Linked DNA regions of Mus musculus: regions 2 and 3 are each linked to region 1. The links are chromatin contacts, called in public promoter capture Hi-C maps. All regions are on one chromosome and are shown on one strand. Each heading gives the region's core, a stretch centred on a gene start, on an enhancer-like site or on the middle of the called end of the contact. The rest is flanking DNA. Distances are from core to core; before and after follow the strand shown. Region 1 holds the start of Plg (plasminogen). Region 2 holds the start of Sod2 (superoxide dismutase 2, mitochondrial). Region 3 holds the start of Acat3 (acetyl-Coenzyme A acetyltransferase 3).

Region 1 (4,835 bases), core at 1,700-4,199:
AGGCTACAGTTGCATACAGCCGGTTGTTGGGAGCAGCTGGATACTGAGTTGAGGGTCTCATGACCCTCCCTGACCTTCCATAAGGGGATGGAACATCGCACAAGCCCTGCTGGGATAACCAGCTAAACTCTGCAAGGTGCCTGTTGCTTCACTTGGAGGACAGTCACAGTCACACACAATAGTCACAGATTCCTCCTGCATTAATTATTTTTTTCTCATCACAGGGAAAAATCCAGACAAAAACAGCTTGAAAGAAGAATTTATTTCAACTGAGCAGCCTTCTGCTGAATAGACCCCTGTCTGGGCCAGTGAAAATGCCAGGTAGTTTGCTCATAACTGTGGCCTACGTGGAACATGGCGACCTGCTGGCACAAGCCAAGGCTCACCTTCAAAAGGTTCTACAACCTCCCAAGACAGTGCCACCAAGTGGGGACTAGTGTTTAAAATCATGAGTCTGTGAGGGATGTTTCAAACCTTTAAAATCACTCAAAAAACAACAAAAAACCACCACCAACAACAAAAAACAGATAAAAAGTTTTGTAAGCATACAGTTCTGATAACATTCTTATGGTGACTGGTTAAGGAGGAAGGCCAAAATAAGACTTTAAGTGGAAGGCAACTTATAGTGGCATAGCAAAGCCATCATGTATCTGGTGAAATCTGGTTTTATTTTCCCCAAAGTCTTTTGGAAGGAAAAAAAAAACTGCTTGTTACTGACTTTTTGTATTGCTTCTAATTTATTAAACTGGGCTGGCGGGTTCAAAAAAGGGGAGGTAAGGCCAGTGGTGGGTATGAGGAGAGGAGAAGGCTGGCTGACAAAATATCAGGGTGTGCTCACACTCAGGTGCCCCCATCTGTCTGCTGTGTGGGGCACTCCTGGAGAGACATGACCGTTGTCAATTCATTCCCACAGGGCACACATCACAGGCCAAGGAAACTAATTCCAACTGAATCTAGCTGGGAGAACCAACTACCAAAGGTTGCCTCCTCACAGGAACTCCCCTGACACTCTCACCCCAGGTGCAGGCGGCTCTACCGAGGCTCTACCGAGGAGAATCTCCCATGCTAGTTCTCTGCTCCTGTAGAACAGAGGGAGGGCCTGGTGCAGCTCGAAGTTGACTGAGCCCCATACATTTGTCAGCTTCCTGAGTCTCACAGACCTCCTGGCTTCCTCAAGGAGGAGCGATGCCTAGCACCGTGACATGCTGCCTACCTCTCCCCTCCCTCTCCTTGCTTGTCTTCCTGGTTTTCCTGCATGGGCTTTATTCTCATGGGATTCTATACAAGCTTCTACCTGAGACATCCTGGCACCTGATCCTGTAACTAGTTGTCATGGGAAGGAGTTTGTAGCCAGGGAAGAACAGCGGCTGCTTTGTCTTTATCCCACACCAACAGAGAGGAGTCCATTTCTAAATATTTTCAAATATAAAATGGGAGGCTTTAAAGCATTTGAGCCTCCAGCCAAGAAAAAGTTCAGACTCTACCATTAAAGTTGAGATGATTGGTAGAGAGAGACATGCACCTGTATGTAGTCTTAGCACTCAGACAGCAGAGACAGGAGGATCACTGTGAGTTCCAGGCTAGCCCAGGCTACAGTAGGAGACTATGTCAAAGCAACAAGAACAAATAAACAAAAAGATAGTCTTTCAGCTGAATCCCTCCACTTTTGAGGGTATTACCATGATACTGCGAGTTCTTATGGAGGAGAGATCCACACTGGAGGGGATATTAAGAAAGGACTGGGAAGCGGAAGGTATATATATATATATATATATACACACACACACATATATATGTATATATACACACACATATATTATGAATACATATACACACATATACATATATGCATAAATACATATATATGCATATGCATACATATATATAATGCAGATATACATTCATATATATACACATACACATACCTATATGTGTATATGTACAAGTATACACACATATATACCTACATACACATACATATGTATATATCTATATATACACATACATATGTATATACTTATATATACACATACGTACATACATACACACACACATGTGTGTGTGTGTGTCCTCAAAGGCCAGAAGAGGACATTAGATCTCCTGGAGCTGGTGTTATGAGTGACTGTGAGCTGTCTGATGTGGGTGCTGGAACTTGAATTCTGGAGCAGCAGTAAGTGCTTCACTTACCACTGAGTTCTTTTTCCAACTCACAAACGGATTTCAACACTGCACAGTAGGCTAGTGGTGCTTCTCCATGGTTTGGCCCTTGCCCGGCAATGCCGAGTCTCACTATACAGGTGGGTCAAGGGCTAAAACACACCAGGACAGAAGTTATGTACTGCTTAAGTTTGAAAGCGGCGTGAATATGACGGTGTTGTAAAAATGATATGACTTAGTCAAACTGCTTAGTCAACATCAGGGCTGGGAGAGAGCTGAGGGGTCACCAAAGCCAAACCAAACCAAAACCAACCGCTACTCGCAACATAACGGATGAAAAACAAGCTCATACAGCTTACGCAATACACACACTGAGACATCATGTGTTACCCCAGGCCCCTCTTCTGAAAATGGGAACAGGGTACAGCCGATTGCCAGTAAGGTCAAACGAGGCTGAGTATGGACCACTTGGCAGAATCTGGCATATGGGAGGCACTCAGCAAAGGAAGAAGAGAGAAAGAAATGAGAGGAGACTGGCAACATGGTGGCTTGGGAGGAGGGAGGAGGGAGGAAGTAAGAGGGAAGAGGGAGGACGGAGAGGTGTAACAGGGTGTAGGGGTCCAATGGGGAAGGCCACTGCCATCACTTCCAGCATCTACCACAGGCTCTGCTCAAACATTTTGTAAGCTCCCTGTTCGAGGTAATGTTTGCTCTTTCTGCATACAGTGGTGGGGGCCCCAGAGAATAATTAACCTATTTGGACTACCTTGCTTGTGGATGCCTCTGTTCCCCTTTAAGTCAACACCAGGAACTAGGACACAGTTGTCCAGGTGCTGTTGGCCAGTCCCAACATGGACCATAAGGAAGTAATCCTTCTGTTTCTCTTGCTTCTGAAACCAGGTAAGATTTTGATGCACAGGTTTCGTTCCGCTTTTTAAAAATTCTAGCCATCCATTAAAAATAGATTCGCTGTGTCTTTTTGGGCAATTCATTTAAATGAGCTATTGGCTTATGGGACTTTCAGCTTAAAGTGTCAGACTGAGGAGTTCGACATATAAATTCAGTTTCCCTGTGAATACTGCTTGGGTAGGGATGGACAGGCAGAGCAAGCCACCAGTGGCTTTGTAAACCTAATTGAAGGGGGATTTTGGAGGGGTCTGACTAAAGGGCAATGTGGCTCAGTGGTAGAGCACTTGGCTAGCATATTTGAGGTTCTGGGTTCAGTTCCTGGTGGTGGTAGTTAGTGGGCTTAGATGGTCTACCTCTTTGCCTTGTTTTCAGTGTGACTGATTAGAAACTTTTGTTGAGCCATCCTGTTTCCATTGGGATCTTCTGTTTGGCTGAAGGAAGGCTTTGCATGGGTACACATCTGCCTCTGATGCTTCCGTGAGTCACATAGGTCCATTTTAAAGTGTCATGTATTTGCAGTAATTAAACAAATACCTATTTAGAGGTCAGGGTTCCTACACACATTGTGTGTGTGTGTGTGTGTGTGTGTGTGTGTGTGTGTGTGTGTGTGTAGAAACTAGCACTGGGGACACTATAAGCTTAGGGGTCACTCCGAACCAGATTCTCTGCAGTAGGATCAACATGTATCTCTGCCAATTGAGGGGCATTCCTTCATAAGGTCTTTGTCAAAGTACTTGTCATTATCTACAGAAATGGCTTGACTTTCATTTCCTATTGCACAGAAATAGCCTGGGAGAGGATAAAAACGCTTCTTCCACAACTGTGAACAAACTATTGATTTTTTTTTGAGATAAAGTCATATTATATAGTCCTGACCAGACTGAAACTTGCTATGTAGACCAGGCTAGCCTTTAACTCTCAGAAGCCCACTTCTGCTTCCCAAGTGCTAGGATAAAAAGTGTCATCCATCAAGCTCAGCAGAGATTTAATTTTGCACACTCAAGTACACACACACACACACACACACACACACACACACACACACACCATAGTAATGAAAAAAGCCTCTTTGCTTTGATGGTAATACCCATCTATATTTAGTCTGTTACAAAGAAATAATTTTCCTACTAAAAGATTTGTTTCAAGTCTCCTTATCAATATACTATATTAAACTTTATTTTCTACAAGAGCCCTGGAGGTAAACAGAAGAGATAAAGATTTGGAGAAAAAATTCAAATACAAAAGAAAAGATTCGGTTCCTCTTGGGGACATGTCTTTGGAGTGGCAGCTCCTTGGGTGGATCTCAGCGGCTGTCCACCAATAAACATGACACAAAGCTGATGGTCCAAACAGGAGGGCTCTCTCCTCTCCATCGTCATCCGAGACCTTCCTTGGCACACTCCCCGAGAACTCTTAGCACAGGTTAGCCCAACTCTGCCTAGACACGCTGTGCAGGATGACTGTATGCCTTCCAAATCACACGCAGCTCCGCAGCTCCCCAAAGCTTGGGTCTTCTCAAGGTGGGCGTTTGAATTGGAATGGAACAGAAGTCTAAAATGTTCCATTTCTCCATAATCTCTTATGCCCACAGCAAGCGCTCTGACAGTGTAAGGGCATTAGCCAACTCCACACTCTCTACCCAGCTTTCCAGTTTGGAGCATTGAGGAGGGATGGAGTCACCAGAGAGGGAGAGGGTAGGCTTTCAAAGATGAGTCTGTGTTTACCTTCTCAAGTGTTCCTGCTTCCGATCCTGGTCACTTGTTAACTTG
Region 2 (4,835 bases), core at 855-3,354, 630 kb after region 1:
GGCTGGTACTAGTTTTGAAAGCATGAAGGGGTTATGAAGAGCAGCTGAGGCTTGGCACTGTGAGAGGCCATGGAAGGCCATTGGTGAAGGTGCAGCCATAGTTGTAGTTGATGGCCCCGGACTGAAGGGGTCATGCAAAGGATTTGAGGATTGGCACCATGAAGAGAGCCTATGAGAGGCTATTGGTGAAGCCTAGTTGGAGTAGAACACCCCAGTGTATTGGAGATGTCAGTACCCTGGGATGATCACCAAGAACAAGCCGTAGTGGAGTGGATCAACCTGAGCTTAGAATGCTACTGAGGGCAGAGCTGGAGAAGTGATGCCAGCCCTTAGGAGCCCAAAAGATCAAGTGGAATCCCAGACACTGAAACAAGAAGCTGTAACATTGAAATTGCCTTGGAGACTCAAAGCTATTAAAGATGCCAGAGCCATGGGATACGTGCTAAGGAAAGCTGCTAACAGGGAGTGGAACCAGCCCAGGAGAAAGCAGTTGTTGCAGTCAACAAAGATGAAAAAGGAGTGGAGATCTGAAGACCGCTTTGACATCAGCCATGGAGACGCAGAGTTTGGAGTTTACCCAGCTGGTTTCCTGTCTTTCTTTGGGGATTACAGTTAAGTGATTGGATGAATCTCAGAAGAGACCTTGAACTTTGGATTTTTAATATTGTTGAGACTGCTATAGACTATGAGGACTTGAAAAGTTTGACTAAATGCATTTTTTTTTGTTTTTGTTTTTGTTTTTTTTTTTTGAGGCAGGGTTTCTCTGTATAGCCCTGGCTGTCTTGGAAATCACTTTGTAGACCAGGCTAGCCTTGAACTCAGAAATCCGCCTGCCTCTGTCTCCGGAGTGCTGGGATCAAAGGCATGTGCCACCACACCACCATAGCATTTTGCATTATGCTATGTTTAAGTATGGCCCCCCATAGACTCATGTTTTTGAACAAGTCTATGGGGGGCCAGGGAGTGGAGCATGATGGTTTGTATATTCTTGGGCCAGGGAATGGCACCATCTGGAGGTGTGGCCTTGTTGGAATAGGTGTGACCTGGTTGGAATGGGTGTGTCACTGTGGGTGTGGGCATAAGATCCTCACCCTAGTTGCCTGGAAGTTAGTCTTCCACTAGCTGCCTTTGGATGAGGACATAGAACTCTCAGCTCTGCCTGTGCCATGCCTGCCTGGATACTGCCATGCTCCCACCTTAATGATAATGGACTGAACCTCTGAACCTGTAAGCCAGCCACAAGTAACTGTTGTTTTTTATAAGACTTGCCTTGGTCATGGTGTCTGTTCACAGCAGTAAAACCCTAACTAAGACACAGGTCATCCATACAGCTCCGGTCTGACGCCTGTGGACAGGTTTCTCCCTACCGGAAAGCATCCTCTTGCAATTCCCCTTACCCTAAGCCCTGTCATCCTTAGGAGGCCTGCAAAGGGGGTGGGAAAAAACCACCGGGAACTACTCAGCCAACTGCCTTCTGCTTTCTTAGTGTTTTCTAATCAGGGAAGACATAAACCCATTAAGTAGAAGAGGAAAGCTGTATAATTGTTATGGAAACATTTGATAGCCACTGCTTCTTAGACTAATAAGTCCACAAAGGGAAACAATGTCCTTTTACATTTGGTCGAGTGGGTTGGTTTTTGAAGTCACTGAATGTTGCAGAGTTTAATCAAGAAAGATGAACCTCGCCTTCTAATCCGGACTCTTACTAGTTAACTGGCAAGCTGCACCCGGAGTCCGCAACCCCAGTCTCAGGGGCAACAAAGATGAACACACGCAAACCTGCGACGTGATTTAATGTCAGGTTAGGCCCCAGGGAAGGTCACTCCGGGCATAAATTAACTGGGTCAGAGGGGCCCTGATTACTCCATAATTCTGACCAGCAGCAGAGCCTTGGCTTTCCGGAGGAAAGTCTCCAGGGTTTCCCAGAAGCAGGAGTAGAAATAGAGTGGAAGCTTTGCAGCTCACAGCCAGAGCTGGACAGGGCGGCCCGAGGAGGGGCGGAGCCACACCGCGGGGCGGACGGGGTTCCCCGAGGCGGGGCGGGGCCAAGGCCGATGGTGGGGGCGTGGCTGTAGCAAGCACGCGGCCTCTACCAATTTGGCACAGGGGAGACGTTGCCTTCCCAGGATGCCGCTCCGTTATGCGCCGGGCCGTCCGTGTCGCCGTCCTCCCCTCCGCTGATGGGCGCTGCGGGCAGGGTCACCGCTTCGCTGTGTCCTTGCGGACGCCGGGCGGACGCTGCCTAGCAGACGCGCGCCTGCGAGCGAACGGCCGTGTTCTGAGGAGAGCAGCGGTCGTGTAAACCTCAATAATGTTGTGTCGGGCGGCGTGCAGGTGAGCGGCAGGGCCCCGGGGCCTCGGCGTCCCCTACGGGTGGGTCTCGGGGCGGCGGGCGTGGCTGGCTCGCCGTGTCAGTGGCGTGACCCGCCGTCCTCTCTGTTCCTCTCAGCACGGGCAGGAGGCTGGGCCCTGTGGCCGGTGCCGCGGGCTCCCGGCACAAGCACAGCCTCCCAGACCTGCCTTACGACTATGGCGCGCTGGAGCCACACATTAACGCGCAGATCATGCAGCTGCACCACAGCAAGCACCACGCGGCCTACGTGAACAATCTCAACGCCACCGAGGAGAAGTACCACGAGGCTCTGGCCAAGGGTAGGTGCGGGGCCCCTGCACACGAGGATCCCGGTGGCCGGACGGAGGTCTGTTTCGATGCCGGGGAATACCTCCGTTGGTTCGCATAAACGTCCTTTCCTATCCCGGAAAACACAGGACCTCACGAAAGTACTTGACGGACCTTACTGTTGTGTCCTTTTTTGTCACCCGTGTTGCTAGCTAGCATTGGTGGTGGTCCTTTAAAGACAGCTCTCGGACGCTGCTCCTTTTTGCGTAATGAATATTTAGTTTTTGTTTTGCATATGAATATTTAAAATATGCGGTTGTTATATAACGTGGCTTCAGGAGAGTTTGTTTTGCTTATTTTTCAGGTAGCCTTGGCAGCCATTTGCAGGAGGGTTGAGAGTGCCCGAGCTGGGTCAGCCAGGTGCCCTTGGGTGAGAGGGTGGTTGGGGCTAGAAGTGGCTGGGGTTTTGCTGAGAGCAAGCGATATTGGTGGCCTGGCAGCAGGTGCAGGAGAGGGTCTGAAGTGGCATCAGAAGACTGCAGTCCGAGTTGTGATTATTGTCACCGTTGTGGACAACAATAGGATTAGTTCAGTCTAGGGCTGGGACTCCCTGACCCCTTGGATATCTCTGGACATCCTGTTTCACACTCTTTACCCTTGGGGGGGGGGGGAGGAAAAGACAGGAACGAGCACTTAGCTGCAGAACAGGCTAGACTTGGTACTTTTGGGGTCAAAGTTCACAAGAAAAATAGCTATTTTGTGAGAAACTGAGTATCTGTCACTGAATGGAACAGTAGGCAAGCTTATTTATTTACCTATATTTTTAAGCGCTCAGCCAACAAAATCCATAGTGCAGAGTTCTGTGTTTGCACCCCTAGATGATGTATATGGGAATGCTATAGTATTAAAAAACCTCTGTGTGTGTGTGTGTGTGTGTGTGTGTGTGTGTGTGTGTGAATGGATTCGTGCTGACACACGGAGCCAGTGGAGGTTAGAGGATAACCTAGGGCATTGGTTCTCTCCTTCCACTGTGGTATCCAGAAACTAAGCTCAGATTGTCAATTCAAGTCAGGGTGTCAGGTTTTCCTGGCAAGAGCCTTTTTGTGTTTTACCTGTTGAGTCAACCACAATTTCTGGGAATTTTTTTGGAAGATTTATTTATTATTATATTTTTATTATTATTTATTATTATTACATATACTGTAACTGTCTTCAGACAGAGGGCGTAAGTACACTGTAGCTGTCTTCAGATACACCAGAAGAGGACATCAGATCTCTTTACAGATAGATAGTTGTGAACCACCATGTGGTTGCTGGGATTTGAACTCAGGACCTCCAGAAGAGCAGTCAGTTCTCTTAACCACTGAGCCATCTCACCAGCCCCTGGGAATATTGTTTTAATGGCTAAACAAAATAGTATTTAACAAAATAGTCTTTTTAATCTATTGTTTTTTACAAGGAGAATTAATTTGTAGTCATGTCTCTATGTTAGTCATATTGCTTGAAAAACCAGATAGTAAAATTCTTTTTTCTTTTTTTTTAGATTTATTTGTTATTTATTTTTATATGTAAGTACACTGTAGCTGTCTTCAGACACACCAGGAGAGGGCGTCAGATGTCATTAAGGATGGTTGTGAGCCACCATGTGGTTGCTGGACCTTTGGAAGAGCTGTCATTGCTTTTAACTGCTGAGTCACCTTTTCTTAAATGTACTTTTATCTGGGAAATTGGTTGAGTAAAATGTTAGTGACATCTGGCTGACGAGGGGCATCTAGTGGAGAAGTATAGTATTTCAACATAATTGTGTAAGTGGCCAATCCAAGAGAGGGAAATATTACCACATTCTGGAAATTTTACTTGCAATAAGCAAATCACACAAATCTTAAATACGGGAAGAGACTGGGATTTTTGGAAATTGCAGATCTGGGGAGGATGTGGTAATAGTGAAGCAGGGGAATAGCCCAGTTGGGAAAGCATTTCCTTTAAGGTGACATCTGGCATCTAGAAAACTTTCTTCTTAATGTTGTCCAGACATCTTGATTGTAATCCTTCTGTGGAGCCAGAGCTTTGTTTGTTTAGTGAATGTTGTCAAGAATAAGAAAACTGTGGCTTGGTTTGCCTGGCTGAGGACAGGTTTTTTTAAAGGTGCTTATTTTATATTTCAGGAGATGTTACAACTCAGGTCGCTCTTCAGCCTGCACTGAAGTTCAATGGT
Region 3 (4,835 bases), core at 1,177-3,676, 560 kb after region 1:
GAGGGGACAGAATCAACACCCACAAGTTGTCCTTCAACCCCCATACATCCACTGTAGCATCCTTCAAATATAAATAAATACATAAATAAATAAGTTAACATTTTTAACAAGAAAAATATCAAAACCAAACTTCAAGACCTAAAACAACACAAGAAACTACAGGTCAAGTAAGCGCTCCTATTCTCAAAATCAGCAATGACCCAGAATACAAAGCTTCCTTTTTCTTAGTGCCAAGGATTAAACTCAAGCTCTGTGCATGCTGGGAAAGCTCTCTATAGTGTCAACGCCAGCCTCTCCCTCCCTCCTTCTGTCCCTTCTTTTCTTTTTTGACAAAGAGGCTGGCTAGTAGCTCAGGCTGGCCTCACTCTCATAAGGCTCAGTTCTCAGACTCTAGAGTGCTGGGGTTATAGCCATGCACCCCCAGGCTGGGCAATGTGGAACTTTCTGGATGCTGAGATGATGCCACTGTAGAGTTCCTGTCAGGCAGAAATCAAAATGCAGGTGTATAACAGGGTTAGGTCACTGTGAAAGGCCACCTAGCCCCTTTACATGGATGCACACTATTTAGTTCAAGTACAAAATCATAAATATTTTGTATTACCTTCAGCTTATATATGTAAAGTCTATACTAAATGAAATTTCTACACAGAACTGGGTCCCAGCTGATTATATGTATCATATATACATATATATATATATATATACACACACACACAAATATACATATATATATAATTTCAATTACATCTATCCAACATATACTTAAAATTTAATATACATTGAAATAAAAGTATGTTGGGGTTGTAAATTCTGAAATAAGAACCTTTCCACTGGGCAATGGTGGCAAACGCCTTTATTCCCAGCACTTAGGAGACAGAGGCAGGCAGATTTTTGAGTTTGAGGCCAGCCTGGTCTACAGAGTGAGTTCCAGGATAGTCAGGGCTACACAGAGAAACTGTCTTGAAAAAAGAAAAAAGAAAAAAACTTTCCAAATGTTCAGGGGTTTGAAGAGATGGCTCAGTGGTTAGGAACACTGGCTTCTCTGGGGGGCTGGGGGTGGTGATTCCCATCACCCACACGGCAGCTCACAACCACAAACATCTATAACTCCAGGACCAGGGAAGACAATGCCTTCTTCTAGCTTCTGCTAGCACCAGGCAGGCAAGTGGTATATAGACATATATGCAGACAAAACACCCATTAAAAAAATACAGAATATTCAACTGGCACACATACAAATGGTCTCAGACAGAGTAAGAGCAGAACTTGGTATTGAATATTAACAATTTTCTCTACAGTTGATTCAAATGTGTGCTGAGGGAGCACAGGGCAGGGCAGGAGTGGGAACTCATGACCACATGCATGCTCACCACACACTTCACCACTGATCTATACACCCAGGCCCCAAACCAATCATCAACATCAGTAGTCACTGATCTCCAAGCCCAGCAGGAATCAGAGCTATGATGAAGCATTCTTAGACTCTCCTGCCTTTCTCCGGACAGTCCCCTGGAGTGAGGGACAGCTGATCTCCTGACAAAGTGGACCAGGGTAGAGCTGCTCTGCTGCAGCCCCACTCGCAGCTGTGGCACAGTGCCAGGCCCACACACTTTTATTGACTGTGTGACATGTTAGGGGTATGTGGAGGACTGTGAATACTTTGCTGTGCTTCTAACAATGCAAAGGCGATACAGTCCCGTGGTCTAAGATCACTCACCGAAAAGGCTTGTAAAGGAGCTGTGACTTCAGCCAGAGGAAGGAGGAGGGACAGAAAGAATCCTAGCAGAGAGAACTCCAAGCAAAGCAATGTATGGTGGTGGTGGTGTGTGTGCGCGCACACACACACATATAAATAAATGCTGTTTCTAGTGAACCAGATCTGTCCTGGGCTACTGAGGAGTTACCTGCCGTCAAGACATGTCCAAATATGACCTCGGACACCTCTTCTGGAGCCACCTTGGCCCTCTGCAGGACTTCTTTGATGACAGTTGTCCCCATTTCGTGGACAGGCACGGTGGACAGGGCACCATTGAAGGAGCCTACAATGGAATGGGGAAGAGGGAAGGAATCTGAACCAAGAGCACACTGAGGACCACCGAGGGGGAGGGTGGGGACTTTAAATCAGTGCTTTGCCAAGCCCAGGGCTGCCCAAATTCAGACCACTAGTATCTGCCACCACAGGGTGACAGATGAACCATCAGGCATGCAAGCAGGCAGTTGGCAGGGTTCTCTGTGCACCTGTAGGGTAGCAGGTGGGAAGCCTCCGCAACACTGACCTATGGCGGTACGGGCCGCCGAGACGATGACCACTGGGTCGGATCTTGTGTTCATCCTGTTGCTCTCCCCTGGCGTCTGCACAGCCCTGGCTGCAGCTGAAGCAAACTTTGCTAAATTCTGGCTGAGTTGGAGATGGAGCCTCAACGGCTCCGCCCCGCCCCGCCCCGCCCCGCCCTCCCCGCCCCGCCCCTGCTCAGCAGCTCCCCTGATCCCCACTCCTCCTCAGCTCAGGGATGGTGAAGAACAGGGTGTGCAAGGTCTAGGGGTCTTAGAGTGTGACATAGATAGAGACCTGGGGGTTCCGGGTGTTAGAGTGAGAGCGATCAGCGTTGGGGGAAGTCTCAAGCTGTGGACTTTGAACGCTTGCAACACAATCCCGGAATCTTTCTCTGTATCCCTTTTCTGTCTGTTTTTGTGTATTTTCGAAACAATGAGGGTGACTAAAAGTCTACCTCTGATGATTCAGCCGGGACTGGAATGCCCTGGCTATAATTCCCGAACACGCCAGAAGGAACAGGATACAGTGTCGGTCAATTCGCAGGAACTTTGAGATTTCTCCAAGTGTGCCTGGGCGCTGTAAACCCTAGTTCACTTGGTTGCTAAAAGTCGTGTTCTTGGCTAGAGGAGAACCCCAGGGGCCGAGGATGGAAGGTGATCTGAAGATCTTATTCATTAAAGGTCCCTTAGGGCCACAGATCACGGCTGTTTAAAACACCTGCAGCCAAAGTCAGAATTTGTCTGGACTTTCTAATTACCTCTACCTTGCTAGAAATCGGTCCTCCCACAAGCGGTCCAAATAATCCACAGAATGTGTGCAAGCAGAAGTTATTTCTGCAGAGGCCACGCAACTACTCTAAATCCTACAGGCTGGGGTGAGGCTGGGCTTTCAGACAGGAAGGGCCAGTGTGCTTCACTTCAGAGCTTGGCCACACACACAAACACACGCACCCATGCACGCACACAAGCGCATACATATATATGTGCATAAATACATGTATATATATTTTTCCAAAGGAAAAAATCTTACTAGATTTATTTTATGTATATCAGTGTTTTGAGTTTTTGTTTGCCTGCATACATGTATGTGCACCGTTTATGTTCCTAGTTCCCCAGGTAGGTCAGAAAAAGGCATTGGATTCCCTGGAATGGAGTTAGGATGATTCTGAGTCACTATGTGGGGGCTGGGAACTAACTCAGGTCCCAACAATTTAACTCTCTCTCTCTCTCTCTCTCTCTCTCTCTCTCTCTCTCTCTCAGACGTGATTTTATAATGTAGCCCTTAGCTGACCTATGCCACGATGTAGGTCAGGTTGGCCTGGAATTTAGGGATCTACCTGCTTTTACTCCCTGAATGCTGGGGTGAAAGCTGGGTGCCCCCATACCTGGCTTTAGCACCTGGCTTTAGCCTTACACTGTTATTACATAGTTGCCTAACTCAAGGCAAACTACAAGTGTAACTTTTGAAAGCAGATGTAACCTTGGGCACACACTATTATCTGAGAAAAAAAATGCTGAGCAGGAAGGTATTTCTGCCAGAACATGTCTTATCTAATTAAAGATGGAACACCCTTGGTCTCATTTAATCTTGTAATGTTCCATGTACATCTTCCTTTTGCAGACTCCCTCTGGCTATTCTCCCCACCCCCTGCCCCCTCCCTCACAGGCTGGCTGCCGGACGGACTCCCAGTGTTCTGAAAGGATAGCCATTCTGGTTTGCTTCTGCAGTTTCATGCGGTTTCCATTCCATTTCCCCCTTACACTCTGGCCACTCTTCAGCCCCCTTTGTGGGCTTACTCTGTCCCTTACCCAACTTTGCAGCAGCTCTAGGGAAACATCGGGTCCACCCCATCCCTTCAGTAACCACCGGTCTCGCTGACAACTCTGGAATCCTTGTATTTAACTTAGTTGTCTATGAGCAGACTGGTCCTCTCTATTTAAACTCCCTAGGATTGGAGTTCAATTCGCAGCACCCAGCACTGGCTTACCACCACCAGGAGCAGCCATTGCCCCTGGCTCCCTCCGGTTATTCACATGGAGCCCACCCCACCATTTAACTAGAAATGGGGCTAGCGAGATGGCTCAGTGGCTGAGGACTAGTAGTTCTTGCAGGGGACTTGGGTTCAGTCCTAGCACCCACATGGTGGCTCACAATCCATTCCAGGGATCTGATGCCCTCCGGTTCTCAAATGTGCATATACAAACGTGGGAACACAAACACACAAAAATAAATCTTGGCTTATTCCTGGTAAATTTCTTTTTGTACAACTCCATTGCATCTTCCTGAGGCAGAGGCAGAACATGTTCCTGAAGTGTAGCCCTGGGCGTGCAGGACTGGCAAGACTACTTCCCATCAGACTGTAGGTGCTATGCAGCGACACATCCGGCTATGGAGGTTAGTGCATACCATGCTGGCTGTAGTCCTGTTTGTTAGGGATGCACCACCCTGACTACAGCTGCTGGGACATCCCTTGGGTAGGTACTTTCTATCCATGATACTCTTAGGGGATGGCTGTTGTGCACTTGGCCCATCACCTGACCAGTCATGCAGGTGTGACACC

The links. Promoter capture Hi-C pulls out the DNA fragments that hold promoters and counts their contacts.
Region 2: a promoter capture Hi-C map of liver shows a contact between it and region 1, with 3 times the contacts expected there. The contact joins the promoter of Sod2 here to the promoter of Plg in region 1. A contact is called at or near these places in 4 of 39 promoter capture datasets (cranial neural crest, liver and pre-B cells) and 1 of 115 datasets of contacts at active chromatin or transcription factors (T-cell acute lymphoblastic leukemia).
Region 3: a contact with region 1 is called in a promoter capture Hi-C map of liver, with 3 times the contacts expected there. The contact joins the promoter of Acat3 here to the promoter of Plg in region 1. A contact is called at or near these places in 5 of 39 promoter capture datasets (the HPC-7 cell line, cranial neural crest and liver), 2 of 484 Hi-C or Micro-C datasets (both in liver) and 2 of 9 other capture datasets (adipose tissue and pancreatic islet).

Annotation. Positions count from the first base shown.
Region 1 is chr17:12,375,660-12,380,494 of GRCm38.p6, forward strand. Plg (plasminogen) reads left to right here and starts at 2,950. Exons shown (of 19, transcript NM_008877.3): 1 at 2,950-3,057. The coding sequence starts at 3,009.
Region 2 is chr17:13,005,735-13,010,569 of GRCm38.p6, forward strand. Sod2 (superoxide dismutase 2, mitochondrial) reads left to right here and starts at 2,105. Exons shown (of 5, transcript NM_013671.3): 1 at 2,105-2,334; 2 at 2,450-2,652; 3 at 4,786-4,835. The coding sequence starts at 2,312.
Region 3 is chr17:12,937,970-12,942,804 of GRCm38.p6, forward strand. It overlaps Acat3 (acetyl-Coenzyme A acetyltransferase 3), which reads right to left and starts at 2,427. Exons shown (of 9, transcript NM_153151.3): 1 at 2,277-2,427; 2 at 1,905-2,039. The coding sequence starts at 2,331. It also overlaps the pseudogene Gm20591.